3 separate regions of the Mus musculus genome follow, and regions 2 and 3 are each linked to region 1. A link is a contact called in public HiChIP or PLAC-seq data. All regions are on one chromosome and are shown on one strand. The core of a region is the stretch at or near the end of the contact, and the rest is flanking DNA. Distances in the headings are between cores, read along the strand shown. Region 1 holds the start of Pcgf3 (polycomb group ring finger 3). Region 2 overlaps Pcgf3 (polycomb group ring finger 3). Region 3 overlaps Cplx1 (complexin 1).

The links. HiChIP or PLAC-seq counts read pairs in DNA pulled down with a chosen protein or histone mark.
Region 2: a contact with region 1 is called in an H3K27ac HiChIP or PLAC-seq map of the HPC-7 cell line, with 4 times the contacts expected there. The contact joins the enhancer-like site here to the promoter of Pcgf3 in region 1. A contact is called at or near these places in 4 of 484 Hi-C or Micro-C datasets (MC3T3-E1-derived osteoblasts, liver, myocytes and 1 more), 9 of 115 datasets of contacts at active chromatin or transcription factors (CD8 T cells, the HPC-7 cell line, the SCID.adh cell line and 4 more) and 2 of 9 other capture datasets (adipose tissue and pancreatic islet).
Region 3: an H3K4me3 HiChIP or PLAC-seq map of embryonic stem cells shows a contact between it and region 1, with 30 read pairs. The contact joins the enhancer-like site here to the promoter of Pcgf3 in region 1. A contact is called at or near these places in 1 of 484 Hi-C or Micro-C datasets (embryonic stem cells), 5 of 115 datasets of contacts at active chromatin or transcription factors (the SCID.adh cell line and embryonic stem cells) and 3 of 9 other capture datasets (adipose tissue, liver and pancreatic islet).

Annotation. Positions count from the first base shown.
Region 1 is chr5:108,459,623-108,463,222 of GRCm38.p6, forward strand. Pcgf3 (polycomb group ring finger 3) reads left to right here and starts at 1,637. Exons shown (of 11, transcript NM_172716.5): 1 at 1,637-1,829.
Region 2 is chr5:108,500,239-108,503,590 of GRCm38.p6, forward strand. Pcgf3 (polycomb group ring finger 3) reads left to right here. Exons shown (of 11, transcript NM_172716.5): 11 at 119-3,352. The coding sequence ends at 166. Among named protein-coding and RNA genes, the nearest start is that of Pcgf3, 41 kb to the left of the region's middle. Within about 2 kb of position 1,478, at least 10 of the 459 cell types and tissues checked have an H3K27ac peak or open chromatin away from gene starts, as enhancers often do. A contact at or near this core is called in the HPC-7 cell line, where this site is marked.
Region 3 is chr5:108,517,541-108,520,653 of GRCm38.p6, forward strand. It overlaps Cplx1 (complexin 1), which reads right to left. Exons shown (of 4, transcript NM_007756.3): 4 at 1,014-2,786. The coding sequence ends at 2,589. It also overlaps the pseudogene Gm10086. Among named protein-coding and RNA genes, the nearest start is that of Cplx1, 31 kb to the right of the region's middle. Within about 2 kb of position 1,636, at least 8 of the 459 cell types and tissues checked have an H3K27ac peak or open chromatin away from gene starts, as enhancers often do. A contact at or near this core is called in embryonic stem cells, where this site is marked.

The sequences.
Region 1 (3,600 bases), core at 387-2,886:
GTCACATGATTTCAGGTCTCTTCTAGTCTCCAGAAATCTGGTTTCTGTCCTAGGTAAAGCCACTGGGTGGGTTTTGAGCAGGGAATTTCCCCCCAATTAATGCTTTATAAAAGCCACTATTTTGTGCTGAAAGTAGTCAGGGAGCAAGGACAAAACACAAGGATACTAGTTGAAAGCTATCTGCTCACCTAGGGATACAGGGTTAGGATTGGGGAAGGGACACATAGCTGGATTCTAATGTGTCAGCTGTTAGTTAGAGGAAGACTTCAGCGCTGGAAGGTGGGGGCCTAAAGTGGGCAACAACTTTCAGGAGAAACCAGAGGTTGTGTAAAGCGAGAGTTCCCTGAAGGTATCCCTGATAGACACAGAAGCAAGGTCTGAATCCTGGACCTAGAATGACATCTGAATATGGTCTTACCTAAGGCATGACAAGCCCATGTGAAGACAAGTGGTTTAAGGGTCTAGCTGTCTGTCAAGCTAGATGACTTCCTGAGATCTGTGCCCTAAGTCCAGGCCTGCTCATGGTCTTCTCAACAGTACCTCTTTGCTACCTCTAATACCAACACCAGATCCTCCATTATTCTAGGACTCTCCCTCAACCTTCTCCCCCATCAGTAGTCTCTCTGTGATACAAAGGCTGCCAGGCTTCAGTAGAGTATATTTGCCTTCCTGGGTGCCTATTCTGTTTTCCTTTCTTTCTTTCTTTCTTTCTTTCTTTCTTTCTTTCTTTCTTTCTTTCTTTCTTTCTTTCTTTCTTTCTTTCTTTCTCTGAGACAGGGTTTCTCTGTGTAGCCCTGGCTGTCCTGGAACTCGCTTTGTAGACCAGGCTGGCCTCGAACTCAGTAATCCACCTGCCTCTGCCTCCCAAATGCTGGGATTAAAGGCGATAACCCCTTTCAACCTCATTCTTTGCATGCCCCTTCTCCCAAACACCTGCTGGTTGGCCACCTTGCTGCTTCCTTGTCCCACCGCCTGTCTAGCATACAGCTGCCACAACCACTTTGTTTCCTAAGAACAGACTTCCAGTCCAGCATGGTAGGGCATTCCTTTAGTCCCAACACTTGGGAGGCAGAGGCAGGCGGATCTATGTTAGTTCGAGACCAGTCAGGGCAACACAGAGAAACCCTTTCTCGAAAATACAAGTAAACAAACAAACAAACAAACAAACAAGAACAGACTTTCTTTTCTCAGTTTATGCCCTCTGCCAGTCACAATGCACAGTGGACAACGGACAAATTGTGGGTTTCCACGGTCCGAAAGGCCAGCATAAGGGTCTCTCTGTGTCCACAGTGATTCCAAGAAAGGACAAAAATGTAAGCAGAAGGTTTATGGGGGTAGGAAACCCGTGGTCTAGATACTCCGGTTTCGTTCCTAACTCATGCAGTTGCCTGTCAGCGCGCGTCCTGAACAACCCGGCGGAGTTTCTCCAGGTAGTGCTTCTGACCACGCCTCCTGACCCACCTCTCACCTGTGACCACACCCCCGAGCTCCACCCTGCCTGTCTCGCCGAGCCAGCTTCCTGAGTCAATTGCTGCCTGCACGCGCCTGCGCTCTCTGGCCCCTCCTGCACCCCACCCCTATAGGCTCCGCCTTTCAGAGGCCCCGCCTCTCTCGTTTGCGAGGTGGGAGCTGAGCCACACACTGCGCATGCTCCAGCCGCGGCGCCCCCGACTCCGCACTCGGCTGGGTTCGGGCATTTCCGCCTCTTTGTTTTAAACTCTGCACGGCTTTTTTCTCCTCCTCTTGGGGGGGACCCAGAGGGAGCGGCGCCCCCTCCCCCTCCCGGCGAGCCCCCGCGTGCGCCCGCTCGCCCGCCGCCCGAGACGCAGGTCAGTGAGCCCGCCCCGCCTGGCCTGGCCCGCGCGCCCGCTCCTCAGGCCGCGGGCCTCGGCCCATGGGCGGCAGAAGGCTGCGAGCCCAGCGCCCCCGGCAGGCCCGGGAGGCGGGACCCTAAAAGCCTGCGAGAAGGCCAGGACTTCTCGCAGGTCTGGACCCCGGGAGGGCAGAACCCAGGGCCATGCTGGATCCCGGAACAATCTGGACCCAGGGAGGACAGGGACCTTGGACCAGACAGAACCCGGGGAAGAGCCTGCACAAGGCTGGACCCTTGACCAGGCTAGACCGGGGTGGGCAGAATCCTAGACCAGGCAGAACAGCAGCCGAGGTGGATTCCGAGCAGTCTGGACCCCGAGAAAACAGGACCTAGGGAAGACAAGGAGCTCAGTCCGGCTAGACCTGGCACCAGGCACGATTCCAGAGAACAGGACCCCGGAAGAACAGGAGTCTGGGCCAGGCTGGATCCAGGGGGATCAGGACCGCAGACCAGGCAGGACCCAGGACCAGGCCAGAATTACTGAGGGCTACTCACTGAACAGTCCTTAGGACTGGGCAGCTCTCCCATAGTTCTGGGACCCCAGGACAGGTGGAGCCCCGACTCTTGGAATGGACACTTGGGGGAGGGTCAGTATTAGAGACCTGACAAGAGTCTAGAAAAGGTCATTGAGGAAGAATGGCTCCCAGGACCTGGCAGGACTTAGAAAATGGCAGAATCACTTAGATGGGCCAACTAATGATAGATTACAGAGGAGGGTTAAGACCCTGAGACCACCCCACAGAGGGCCAGGGTGCTGGGACAAGGCCATAGGAAGGTCAGATCTCCCAGGGACAAATCGGCTGTAGAGAGCTGGGAAATCAAGGCTGGCTCAAAGGAATCTGGACCACTGTGGCAGTCCTTTGAGCAGTTTGAGGCCCTGAGGGTGAACTGTGAGGAGAGTTCAGAATATAGATAGGCTTCAGGACAAACAGGACCAAAGGTGGGTCCCTTTAAAATGAAAGCCTTGGAGCTGAACCGTGAGGATGGTCCTCAGGGATTACTTAGATAATAGTTGGAACTTTAAGGCAGGGAGGGCCTAGGACTCTAGTAATTGACCCCCGAACTCTGCTGAAAAGACTACTAGGCATTGGGAGGTTTCGATCAGCCCAGCCACAGGGAACCTTTGCTATGAAGTGCTTACACTCCCCACAGGTCCCCTAGCTTCTTGATGTTACAGAGTGGGTGAGGCTCTCAGCACAGTTGCAAGGCAAAGTTGGAGCTCAGCTGGGCTCCAAGGACTCAGGTATCAAGGGCATGCCCTGTGCTTGCTGCTTCATGCCCCAAGCCTCCAAGTTGCCTTTCGTCTGGTCTCCCCAGCTCCTACAGGACTGTGCCTTTCCCTAGTCTTGACCCCAGGTCAGTGGCTGTACCTTCACCCTCCTTCCTCCTCTCCCAGCAGGTCTTGAGGGTGTGGTGTAGAGAGGCTAGAGGCTAGGTGTCCAGTGGGGAGGAGGCCTTCCAGGAATAGGTAGGAAGGTGAGGGCAGTGAGCAGAGAGGACTGAGGGCCTTTTGAATAGATGAACACCTAGCACCCACACTCCTGTTTCTCTCCTAGAAAGGAAAGAGTTTTTGTTTCTCTGAAATCTTCCCAGCCAGTCTGTCATGGAGAACACAATATTTGTGGAAAAGTGAGATGTGTTTTTACTGTTGTGGGAGACACTAGGGCAGGTACTGAGATGTTCACTGAAAACCTGATATGTTTCAAGATAAGAAAGCAAGGCATTCT
Region 2 (3,352 bases), core at 228-2,727, 40 kb after region 1:
TTGCCATCCAGAACTAAATTCAGTTGTAGTATTGCCAGTCCAGTTGTGTGCCTAAGGTTTGAGTACACATTACGGGCTCCTTGCACCTCCCTCAGCCACCTTTGTTTTTGTCTTGCAGAAGGCACCCCTCCTGCTACACTACAGACCCAAGATGGACTTGCTGTAAGTTCAGCCAGACTCAGCCCACACCCAGCACTCTACATGGCAAAATGTGCTGTGGAACGTTGCCTCTGGGTGCCATGCGGACCAGATTTCTGAATAGAGAATATTTATAACTTTTGTATGAGAGAATCCACTCCCAACAAGACACTACCAGCACGCGTTTACAGAGGATGAAAACACTTCGCAGTTTGCTCGTCTCTGCTTCAGGTCCACAGGCCAGAGAAGAAGTGAAACATTAGCACGTCCCACACCACGTCTGACACGCAGCACCTCTGCTTGCTTTCCAGGGCTTGAGAATCTTGAGTTTCAGTTTAGTTCATGGATTAGGTTTCATAATAAGCCTCAAAAATATTTGTACTTTAAGTCCTTTGTAAGTTATTGAAAGTCTTTTCATGGTAAATATTTATGTTGCTTTTAGCTTCCTGAAGACTTAAGAGATATATAAAATTTTAATTTAAAGTATACCCAAAGAGGCTTGCAGCAATGCTATGACTTAGCCGCGGTGTTTAATTTCTAGGGTACTCAGAAGCCCATCCCCGAGGTTGAGTCTGAGACTGTGCATCCTGAGATGGCCTGTGTTGGTTGGGCAAGACAAGAACCCTTCCATCACTCCCCAGTGTCATGTGGCTGTAATCTGGCTCCCCCAGTAAGGCAAACTAGAGGTGGTGTGGCCAGTGCAGCACTGGCTTGTTGAAAAGTTCTTGGAAAGACAGTTTTCCTTAGAGAGGCCATCACTGAAGCTCCTGCCTTTTCCATTCTGTTTTCCTTCTGCTGGAAAAATGTAGTGGTGGCTGTGTTTGTCACTTACCAACCAGCACATGCCATCCAGTGGGGAGACTTTATAAAGACACTTAGGAGGTAGCCTCTAGCCTCCATGTTCCTGGTAGATCATGGGGTTAACATGCGTTCTTTGGGTCTTTTTCATGAAAGGTAACTGAGCGACCTGCTCACTTGAGGAAACAGCTCGCTTCAGCAGAAGTGGCTTTTTCAGTCATAGAGAGGATAGTATTTGTTAACACACACACCTTTCTCACATACAATTTATTGCTTTGTTAGGTTAGAGAATGAATAAGACACTAGCATATCCAACTTCATTCCCTCTGCAGGGGTATGAGGGCAAGAGTAAGGAGAACGGGTCCTGACCTGGGGTCCCAGGGACCTCTCAGCCTGGGTGCCCTTCCAGGTCCAGTGAGAATTGTAGGATCCTATAATCCCAGCAGTACCTCTGCTCTTGGTGAGCATATGAGATCTTAGTGTATCCCTGGGGGTCAGGCTTTCTGAGTCTTCACCTTAGCAACTGGAATATTTTCTTGAGTTTGCTTTGACAGTTGGAATTGAGTTTATCAACACCCACTTTTTCTTCTACTTCCTCTTTCACATACACAGTGTCAGAAGCAGCGATTAGTGAGACTTAATGTTGGTAAGTAAGAAAAAAAACATCCAAATTAACTCAATCTTTAATGTCTGACCTTCTAAAACAAAAGCAAGCTCTTTTTGTTTTGAATTAATCAAAATTCACCTTTCTATGTAAGCCAGTTTGGATTATTCAGTTTCCTGAGTTTGCTGTCCATTCAAATCATTTCTAGAGTTACTATACAAGGGTTTATGCGTAAATATTACCTTTCTACCTCAGAACACACGTGCTGCTGAAGCATTCTGCAAGACCGTGTTCTCACAATGCAGTTACATTAGAACTTAGGTATTTTCCCATGTGGTGAAATTAAGCAGTTACAAACCTCCAAATTCAAGTAAAGTTAATTTACAGATCAGATCAAACTTAGTATGGCTGTATAATCTCATGATATATATTTGTAACTTTGTAGCTACTTTTAGAATCACTTGACTCTGCTATGGTGCTAAGTTGATAGATCTAAGTATTCAGCGAGGTGGACATTGCAACCGATGTCTTAGCTGGGCGCCACCGCCCCAACAGCCCTGCTTCTGTCACCACGTTAACCTGTTAAACCTCAGCAGCAAAATACCTATTTTTCTAAGATTCCATCCCCGCCTGTGTGCACTGCAGACGGTCTCCTGATGCCCTTCTGCCCTTTGGTCTGACCTGTAGCCTTACCTCGCTCAGAGATGAAGCAGAGTGAGCTGGCGTCCGATGGAAGCTTCCGGGCGCCTTATTTCACTCCTGCCAAGCTCCACGTGACATCCAAGGCCGAATTTTATTTTTCCAGCATGAACACTAGGATCAGTTAGCGATTGGTCCTGTCAAGCTTTCTCAGCAGGCGGAGCTCCTGCGAAGTTGTTTTCATAGCTGCCGATGCTAGAAATCGGGTGCGGCCGGCCGGCAGCTCTGAGACCAGCCTCCCAGCACGTGGTCTCGCTCAACACCATTTTCACAAAAATAGAAAACTCAGATAGAATATATAATATTGAATTTAAGATTTGGGGGGTTAAAAAAAAGAAAACTTAACTTTATAAAATTATTTATTCTATTTTAAGCCTTCTATCATATTTTCCCATCCAATTGTTTGGTTTCCGTGGTCCAGCTTTATTTACAGGCATATAAGATAAAATTGTGAGATGTTTTGCAAGCTTCTTTTACTTTTTGTAGCCTTTGGTTTGTATGTTTTTATAGGGATGAAGAGGCATTTTTATGCTTTTGTGCAATAGGTTCCAACATGCGTTTATTAGTGTTTAAATTGTGATCTAGCATCTACTAAATTGAAAGGGAATATAGGTGGAATTTCAAAATCTGTGCGTTCAGCTATTTGGTTTTGCCTTTTTCACTGTTATTATAAGAATGCTGTTACCGGGATTATGTGCGTGCAAGAGTGAGTGTGTGTGTGTTTGCGTGTGTGTGTGTTTGCGTTTGTGTGTGTGTGTGTGTGTACGTACTTTCTATCAATATTAAAAGATAAACAGCCAGGCAGGAAGTGACGAGGTTAGCACCATCTTAGGCTTGCATCTCTGTGGGTGCACCCAAGTCCTCGAGCTAAATCTGTGACTAAGCCACCCTGGGTGTTGGGGTTTCACTGTCCCCACCTGGTAGTGCTACCCTCCACTGGCCTGCAGCTCCTGACACCTGCCCTGGCCAGCAGAGACTTGGAGGCTGGTGTGTTTCCTTTCTAAGGGCATACAGGGTGGTGTATTACAGTGCTCTGAAATGTATCATTAGATTTAATGTTCCAGTAATGAGCCAACTGAGTTCTACTTTGTATATGGATATGTTCCTAAAACA
Region 3 (3,113 bases), core at 386-2,885, 58 kb after region 1:
ATTTTTTAAGTAATAAAAATCAAGACTTGAAAAAAAAAGAAATATTGGGATAACGCTTTTATCATCAATTGGCTCTGAAATTATTGTATTGGCATCTTGTAAATTGTGATATTATTGATACATAAATCTGATTAGCTAATTAAGCTTTAAGAGTTTTGATTCTACCCAGGTAATGGGTATTGTGATGTGATGGCTGACTGTGGGGTATGTGGTAGCGAGAGCCAGCAGGCTGTCAGGAGCTCTTGAGCTTAGTTAGGCCCTGCCGGAGAACTGGTGGGTTCATTTTTAAAAAATACTTCCTGCAACACAAGGGATGCTCCCAAGGTAGCAAGAGGAGATACTACTGTACTTGGAGAAAGCATGACCCCTCTAAATCGTACCCACTTTCCCCATTTTGCTCTTCACCTCCACTCACCCCTGCATCCCCAGCAAGAGTGAGACATATGTAGCCTTTCTGCTCAGACTGGCAGGTTTTGTGGACATTCCATGTGTAGAGGAAGCCATAGGACTTCCCACCATTGCTATCTCCTACAAGAGAGGTGTCCCAGAAGGGAGACAGACAAGGACTCTTCTAGGACAAATGTGACCATAGCACCTTAGGCTGGGATGAGCATGAAGCAAAATGGGGTTGAGGTAGGGGCTGATAATGTGCCAGGGGAGAGAGCTGGCAAGACCTATGGTCACTTCTTCCCTATTCAGCAGAGTGGGCAGCCATCCCAGAAGGTGCACTAGTGTTACTGGGAACCAGGACAGCCCCTTGGGGTGGGCAGGGGAACAGGGCTGTGAAATTCCTGGTGGGCCCAAGCCGGGGAAGCAGTACAATCTGGATTCACCAGAGCCTTGAACTGTGAGAAAGAAGGTTTGTATGTTCTGGAGGCTCACTCCAGGCACTGGGGTCCTGAAGGGATCTTTGCCCTCTGGAGAATAAGAGACACCCTGTGTTTGTCCACAGTGTGAGGGAGGGCACCCCCTCCCACACCCAGGTCGAATGGTAGTCTTGGAAGGAATAGCCACACGGTGTGAAATCACTGTTTATTGGCTGTGATTCCCTCAGAGAGAAAATGTGAGGCCTCTGACATGCAGGAGGTGCAGGCACGAGGACAGACAGACAGGTAACACATGGGCTATTCTAAGCTCAGCGCCCGGTGCCCCATGCGCTAGGAACAGGATGCAGGATTGACTCAAGAGAGGGCCATCTGCTCAGAGCTGGCTTCTCAATTCATGAAAACCAGCCAGAGGCGCAGAGAATGGCCCAGGTGAGCAAGGTACTGTGGGCCGAGCATGCTTCATCTCTTTGGGCAGAGGGCATTCTGAATAGTATTGCAGTCTAATTGTTATGGCTTCTCTAAAGAGCTATGTAAGGTCATGAAGGTCAATGCTAAGCCACACACCTGGCCCAAAACTCATGGACACTTAATTCAGTTTTACTGTGGACAGGAAGGGTTATGGGAAGACCAGGCTGGCCTTTCTGTCAAGATAAAACTTACCAAATACAGACCTCATTTACCTGAGATTCAACATATTATGATGTAAATTAAACAAATATGAAGAACAATGGCTGCTGGCTGGGCAAAGGGGGAGTAGTTGGGTCATACTGCCCCTGGGCCACACACAGAACAAAACACCACAGCCCAAGCCCAGGAGCTTGCATTTACCGGCCACTGTCAGCCCTTCAGAGGAGGAATAGTGGAGAGGGTGGGACACTTGATTATGCGGCCCTCTGTCTGCTCTGCACGGGCGGGAATCACCAGAACCCAGGGCTTTTAGGAAGACGGGCATTTGGAGGGTAGGTGTCCAGGGGTAAAGCCAGGAAGATCCTAGGAGACTGCCTGCCCACATGAAGAGGACAGGAGGCCACCAGGGAGAGGTGGGATCAGGGAAAGATGGGACTCTGGAAAGTGCATTACAGACGATGTCAAGGGACTCCAAGTGTGTCTGAGACCACCCGCTCCAAATCTATTGCTGTGTTTCCTCTGGCCATGGAATTCTTAAGCCAAACCTTGCAGAGCAACAGAGAAAGAGACAGCTGGACAAAATATGCAAAGGCTGCTGGGGAAGACTAGGGTGGTAGCTCACAGACAGGAAGACAGAGCGAATGGTCCAGCAGGTCCAACAAGTCCAGAAACTGGGGCAATGGACTCAGGGAAGGGCTGGGGGCCCCAAGCACCCACTGCTCATTCCCCAAGTCCCACCCCACTATGGCTGTGCTCCTGAGTTTAGGCCCTGACTGGTAGCCACCCATCCAGGGGTGGTCAGGGCTGGCCCTCGGGGCCTGACCTTGGGCAGGCTCTGTGGGGATGGTGAACTTAAGATTAGTAAGGAGGGGTCCAACCACCCGAAGGCAAGGATGCACAGCACAGGGGCCTGAGGGTCACACCCTTGCCTGGTGGGGTCAGTGATGGCAGTATGGGGAGGGGTGGCCAGAGGCTCCCGAGGCGCGAGGGGGGACATGGGCAGGATAGATCTAGGACTATGGCTTATTTTTGCGGGGGTAGGGGGGCTGCATCTGCTCCCAACATCCCTTGTTGGGGGGAGACTCCGCGGGGGTCTGTACAGTGGGCAGGGCTCCTGGTGCTGACCCAATATCATTACTTCTTGAACATGTCCTGCAGTGGCCCAGGCAGGTACTTGATGACAGTGTCCAGGATGCTCTCATCTTCCTCCTCTGGCTCATCGCCACAGCCCGGTGGGATAGCCTTCTTGGGTCGAGTCAGGCTGCCTTCCGAGTTGGCCTCCATGGCTGCCTGAGCCTCAGCCTCACGCTCCTCCTTCTTCTTGATGCCATACTGTAAAGGAAAGGGCAGTCAAGGCGGGGCTTGCATACTTCCCTCCCCAGTCCCCAGCCTGGGTGGCACTGATGTAATACCAGAGAAGCCATGTCCTTCCTGCACTGAAGAAACCAACCAGCGTCTCTAAAAGGTGTTATTTATGGCTGAGGAAGACTCCAGCTAGGTTCCAGGCCCATCCTGCTCACCAGGGCTCCAACAGTGATCCCACTCAGGTTTTAGAAGAAACACACAGAAGATGGAACAATTAAGAGGTGCCTGAAGGACACATGGGATGTGAAAGAGAAAGAAAAAAAATCTGGGACTGCGTGGAGAGAAGTTGAAAGC